2 separate regions of the Sus scrofa genome follow, and region 1 is linked to region 2. A link is a contact called in public HiChIP or PLAC-seq data. All regions are on one chromosome and are shown on one strand. The core of a region is the stretch at or near the end of the contact, and the rest is flanking DNA. Distances in the headings are between cores, read along the strand shown.

What was found. HiChIP or PLAC-seq counts read pairs in DNA pulled down with a chosen protein or histone mark.
Region 1: a contact with region 2 is called in an H3K27ac HiChIP or PLAC-seq map of alveolar macrophages. The contact joins the promoter of HMBS here to the promoter of TRAPPC4 in region 2. A contact is called at or near these places in 1 of 5 promoter capture datasets (skeletal muscle), 5 of 47 Hi-C or Micro-C datasets (embryonic fibroblasts, heart right ventricle, liver and 2 more) and 2 of 2 datasets of contacts at active chromatin or transcription factors (alveolar macrophages and skeletal muscle).

The regions. Positions count from the first base shown.
Region 1 is chr9:46,298,417-46,301,651 of Sscrofa11.1, forward strand. HMBS (hydroxymethylbilane synthase) reads left to right here and starts at 1,678. Exons shown (of 14, transcript NM_001097412.1): 1 at 1,678-1,817. The coding sequence starts at 1,785.
Region 2 is chr9:46,240,931-46,243,890 of Sscrofa11.1, forward strand. TRAPPC4 (trafficking protein particle complex subunit 4) reads left to right here and starts at 1,266. Exons shown (of 5, transcript XM_003129918.4): 1 at 1,266-1,773; 2 at 1,937-2,111. The coding sequence starts at 1,599. RPS25 (40S ribosomal protein S25) reads right to left here and starts at 1,244. Exons shown (of 5, transcript XM_003129920.3): 1 at 1,103-1,244; 2 at 776-871; 3 at 104-287. The coding sequence starts at 1,105.

The DNA.
Region 1 (3,235 bases), core at 428-2,927, 58 kb after region 2:
GGACAGCACATGCTCTAAAGACATATTCTCCCCAAGGGAGGGGAGTAAGGGAATTGAAGGGGCAGGAGGCAAATGCATCATCAGGGTTCCAGGAGAGGTGCAGCTGGGGCGTGTGCAGTCTTTCATGCTTTTTTGGGCATGGCAGGAGTTGTCCCTGGCAGAATACAAAACCCCTCCTTGGGCAGAGATCTTGGCATGGTGGGTAATGAAGCAAAGGTAACTTTAGGACACTTTCGGGTCTCATCTGCCTTAGGCACGTTCCTATGGTCAAGTCAGAGCTGGTTCGGGGCTGATGACCACTGCATATTTCTTAAAGCATACCTGCAGAACGTTTCTGTCAAATACCAGGTGCTTTTGAAAGCAGCAGATAAATCAAGGCTGGAATCCTTTAACTCTCAGGGGCTGGTATGAATGACAGGTATCCAGTTCTTTGTACAGTAGTGAATGTGTGGCTATTAGTAATGTTAGTGAGTTGAGCACTTTTTCTAACAAGCCCTGTTCTCAATAACACTAACAATGTGTTAAATCCCCAATTCAGTTATTTGTCATGACCTTTGACTTCTGAGCCAGTTTCCTCATTTTAAAAACAGGAATGTTGGGGAGTTCCTGTCGTGGCGCAGTGGTTAAGGAACCCGACTAGGAACCATGAAGCTGCGGGTTCGATCCCTGGCCTTGCTCAGTGGGTTAACGATCTGGCCTTGCTGTGAGCTATGGTGTAGGTCGCAGGCGCGGCTCGGATCCCGTGTTGCTGGGCTCTGGTATAGGCTGGTGACTACTGCTCTGATTCGACCCCTAGCCTGGGAACCTCCATATTGCCACGGGAAGCGGCCCTAGAAAAGGCAAAAAGACCAAAAATGTTCCCTACTTCAGGCTGTAGCAGAAGCAGTATCACACAAACTGCACTAATTGTGCCACAGCTGAGGAGGTCAAGCTGTAGAATTCTGGATGAACAGCTTTCAGGAGCAGGCCTCTTTTTTTTTTTTCTTTGGTATTTCTTGGGCGGCTCCCGCGGCATATGGAGGTTCCCAGGCTAGGGGTCGAATCAGAGCTGTAGCCACCGGCCTATGCCAGGGCCACAGCAATGCGGGATCCGAGCCGCGTCTGCAACCTACACCACAGCTCACGGCAACGCCGGGTCGTTAACCCACTGAGCAAGGGCAGGGACCGAACCCACAACCTCATGGTTCCTAGTCGGATTCGTTAACCACTGCGCCATGACGGGAATTCCAGCAGGCCTCTTTTATTTGTCCTTGTTGAATCTAGCTTAGGGGCCTCATAAATTGTTCAAGGAGCCTTTACTTCCAACGCAGCATTGTAGGGTTAAAATCCTCCTCTCGGTCCGCCTACCTTTGGCTTAACTGATCCCTTTGGGTGGTGGTAGGAGGTACTCAAAGAACTAATTTTGTGGCTACATTTAGGGAGCATATCTTAACCCGTGACCATCGGTGTTCCTGGCTCACAACGAGGTCTAGGCGAAAGCAGAAACGAACTGTTGGTGGACCTAGGTCTCAAACGAGGAAGACACGGGGGCCAGCCTGGTAGAGTAGGGGCGGTAACCCAAGGTATGGTCTTTTCTGCTGCAACCCTTCTAATTCGCGCCCAGGGGAGGCCCCGCCCTAGGGGGCGATACCGGAAGTTACGTAGGCCTTAGCGCCGGGAGTGTGTGGTTGCAGAAGGAGCTTGATCCCTGTGTGTGCCCAGTGTCCGCCAGCCGGGACCTTCGGCTTCCGCGGACCTTAGGGGACCCTTGGCGGCAGCTCCCGGCCTACTTCCCGCGCACGGCCATGTCTGGTAACGGCAACGCAGCCGCAACGGCGGTGAGTCCTGAGCCGGTGACCCTCGCAAGTTCGGGCTTCCGCACTAGCGGTGCAACGATTGGCCCCAAGTTGCCACCTCTGTCGTCTATTGGTCGGGTCGATTATCTCTCTCTCTTTTTTTTTCTGATTCGAACAGTTTTTAAAGGGCCAGCGGCTGGGTTGCCTTTAGCGGGGGAAATCACTGCTGATCGGGGCGGGCCTAAAAGAGAGATTGTCTCGAACGGAACTCCGTTCCCGCAGCGATCTGGATGGGATTCCATCAGGTTTGGCAACCTCGGGCTCTAGATTTAGTTACCCAACCCAGGAAACTTCGTCTGCACGAGACAGGGTGCTGTCCTCCCTGGATCTTTTCACGTGAGACAGGTCCGAGGCGGGATTCACCCACTTTGGGAAGATGTTCCACTTTGAATCCAGAGAAGAGAGCATACCCTGAAATCTGAAATCTGCACACAAACGTCTTAGAAGTGCACCTTCTCTTTTTCTCTTTTCACGTTCACCCTGCCCCAGCCTACTCTCAAAGTCCCGATCCATGACACATCGTAGGTTACTACAATGTAAGGAGGTGGGAGCTCCCTTGGATCTTCTTATTCCCAACCTCTGGTGCCACCACTGGGCTTGTGCAGAGGCAAACTGGCTGGCGCCTGTGGAGGCCCACCTCAACCTGAGATAAGAAAGGGGTGGGCTAGCAGCTTATCTCTCCCTGTCCTACCTGCTGGTAGCAGTATTCTTTGCCATTGCAGACATTCCTGAGTGCTGGACTAGGTGTAGTAAGGTCTGGATTCTAGTTTCAGCTCTCTGCCCATGATTAAGCATGTGACCCTGAGCAGATCGCTGGGCTCCTCAGAGCCAATCTTTGCTTCTGTAACATATTCCCAGAGATGCTTGCCCTGTTTACCTCAGAGGTTGTTATGAAGATTAAAAACAATAGTTCTAGCATATACATGCTCACTAGGTAAGTTTCATTGGAACAATTTGACTTGAACATGCTGTACAGAATCAAAGAAATCAGGAGTTCCTGTCATGGCTCAAACGGTTAAGAACCCAACTAGTGTCCATGAGGATGCGGGTTGGATCCCTGGCCTTGCTCAGTGGGTTAAGGATCCAGTGTTGTAGAGCTGTGGTGTAGGTTGCTGATGAGGCTTGGATCCTGAGTTGCTGTTGCTATGGCTGTGGTATAAGCCAGCAGCTGTAGCTCTGATTTGACCCCTAGCCTGGGAACTTCCATATGCTGCAGGTGCAGCCCTAAAAAAGCAAAAAAACAAAAATCAGAGAAATTAAGGGACTGTTTAAACCTAGCAGTTTCTAGGACTTTGGATTCTTTATGGGCTCCCTGTAGCCCAGAATTTTTAGCATTTTAGGCCTAGCCTAGTTTGCTCAGGGTCCCCTAGGTTTTATTTATTGGAGAAGTGATAACCATG
Region 2 (2,960 bases), core at 16-2,515:
TTACACAATCACCGGTCTGCCTGCACCTCTTGCATTTAAAAGAACAGGTCAAGCCAATTTAAGGTGCAAGAGCATACACACCAATACAACGCAACACTCTCACCTTTGCTCAGGAGTTCCTGAAGGGCTGCCCTGGCCAGAGAACCACGAATCTTCAGTCTCTCAGAGACAACAGCTGGAGTTATAAGCTTATAGTTGGGAACTTCTTTACAGAGTTTGTCATATGTCGCTTTGTCAAACAAGACTAGGTTATTAAGCTTGTCCCGAACTTTGCCTTTGGACCACTTCTGCTCACAAAAAAAAAAAAGGAAAAAGTCAGTGCTCATCAAAGAACCAGTCAATTGGTCTTTCCCTCCTCCCGAACAACCTGTGTCAGAGAAATCTGACACAGTTGTAGGGCTATACTGAAAGGACAGCTTTTTATTCCTCGGCCTGCAGAAATCTACCGCAGCACTTGCAGAAACTCTCAAATTAATATTCAAATATTACAAAATCAGGATTCAAAATAAAAAAGACCTGGTTACCGTTAAGCACACCAAAGGTACATTATGTTTTGGAGGTGGGTGGGGACCATTATCTTGGAAACTTTCCGCTACCAGCTGAGCCCCACGAGTCTGATTAAAATAACATTAGATGCTAGATATAGGAATAAAAATCTCCATACACACTTGTTCCACGACCTCACAAGCCACTTGCCACATATCACTTATTAGTACACCAAGAGGAGATGGGCGCTCCCAGTCTCCCTCAGTGTTCAAGGAGGGGCACATCCTACCTTCTTTTTGGCCTTGCCCCCAGATTTGTTCACTGGGTCTTTGTCTTTCTTGGCCGACTTTCCGGCATCTTTCTTCTTCTTGTCGTCCTTGGGCGGCTGTAGAAGAAAAGCGGGAACACAACCAGTTCTTAAGGCAGCCTCATGCTACTCCTACTCCTGTGCTCTCCACCCCGCCCAGACCCCACAGCCGGAGCACATGGGGGAAGGTTAACAGCCCTCCCGCCTTGAGACGCGGCAAGAAATTCTTGGAGCCCTCCTCCGATGCCGCGTCAACCGTGCGCCGACACCTTCCGCTCCCAGAACCACACGGCTTCTCCTTGGGCTCACCATAGCGAAGCCGGGAGAGCAGCTACCAGTAGTGCCTCCTCGCTAAGATGTCGGACAGAAAGGAAGCACGGCTTGCGAAGAGGCCCAGAAACCCCTGTCCGCAGCGAGCGCTTCCGGGGCAAAGGGCGGAGCCACGCGGAGGAAGTCCCGGGGAGCAGCTGACACTCAGGACCGGAAGTAGCCTGAGCGATATAGGTGTCCGCTCCACAGCCGCGCGCTCTCGTTAGGCTCTGCCGCTACGCGTGAGGCAGTGACGCGTTGCTACTTCCGGGCACTAAAGGCCAGGAAAAGGGGATGGAAAACAATTTCCTAGGTCCAGCAACTATCTCCGCCGTTACTGACACCCAAGCGTTGCCCCAGTGCGCAAGCGCTGCAGCGAGCCGCACGCTGCAACCGGGAGGGGGAACAGAGGCCAGGGGCGTGTCGCGTGCTGCGGTTCCGGGGCGGGGCTGGGAGGAGGAGGCCGAATCCCAGTTCCGCAGTCGCTGCGGCAGCAATGGCGATTTTCAGTGTGTATGTGGTGAACAAAGCTGGCGGCCTGATTTACCAGTTGGACAGCTACACGCCACGGGCCGAGGCTGAGAAAACGTTTAGCTACCCTCTTGATCTGCTGCTCAAGCTGCACGACGAGCGTGTACTGGTTGCCTTCGGCCAGCGCGACGGCATCCGGGGTGGGTTAGGCTCGGGCCCGGGGGGCGGGGCCCGGTGCTGCAAGAGTGGGCTGGTGTCTCTGTGTTGGAAGTGGAGGGGGCGAAGAGTTGGGGCCAGGTCCCTTGTCCCCCCGGAGGGATCTTCAGGCTGAGGCGTTGTTGACACTTAGCCTCGCCTCTGCAGTGGGCCACGCAGTGCTGGCCATCAATGGTGTGGACGTGAATGGTAAATATACGGCCGATGGGAAAGAGGTGCTGGAGTACCTGGGCAACCCTGCTAACTACCCGGTGTCCATTCGATTCGGCCGGCCTCGCCTCACCTCAAATGAGAAGCTCATGCTGGCCTCCATGTTCCACTCGTAAGTTACCCCCAGCCCTTGCTAGCTTCCATCCGTCTGCACTCGGCTCATAGACTGGCTGAATTATTGTGGTTCTGCGCTCAGAGACTACTGAGCGGTGTGCTTACCTTTCCCTACGTCCCTACTTCTAAATCGTCAGTTCTTGTGTTAATGAAAAGAACTGATCCAATATATCTAGGCTTTAAGTAATACTGGTAGTGGTGTATGATTTTGCATAAGTCAGCTTCTCCTTTCTGAGTCTTTGTTTCCTCATCTTTCAAGCAAGGCAGTTGAGGGAGTTCCTGTTGTGGTGCAGCGGGAACGTATCCGACTAGTAACCATGAGATTGCAGGCTCGATCCCTGGCCTCTAGAGGGTTAAGCATCTGGCGTTGAGCTGTGGTGTAGGCGGCAGATGTGACTCAGATCCTGCGTTCCTGTGGCTGTGGCCTAGGCCATAGGCCGGCAGCTGTAGCTCCGATTCAACCTGTAGCTTGGGAACTTCCATATGCCTGGGCTGCGGCCCTAAAAAGCAAAAAAAGAAAAAAGAAAGGCAGTTGAACTAAATGATCTTTAAGGTCTTTTCTAGCTGTCAACTCTGGTGTTAGCCACAGCGTGAGTAAACAATGGGACATATTCCCAGACTTACTTTTACCCAGTTTTTTCTTCTTTTCTGGTGGCACTGGCGGCATGCAGAAATTTCTGGGCCAGAGATTGAACTCGAGTGATGACTGCAACCAGATCCACAGCAGTAACAATGCCAGATCTTTAACTGCTCAGCCACCAGGGAATTCCTCAAAATTTTTCACTGTAAATGTTTTGTAGCAAAGTACAAATGTAAAACGTGCAGAATTCAAATGAATTTTTAAGAA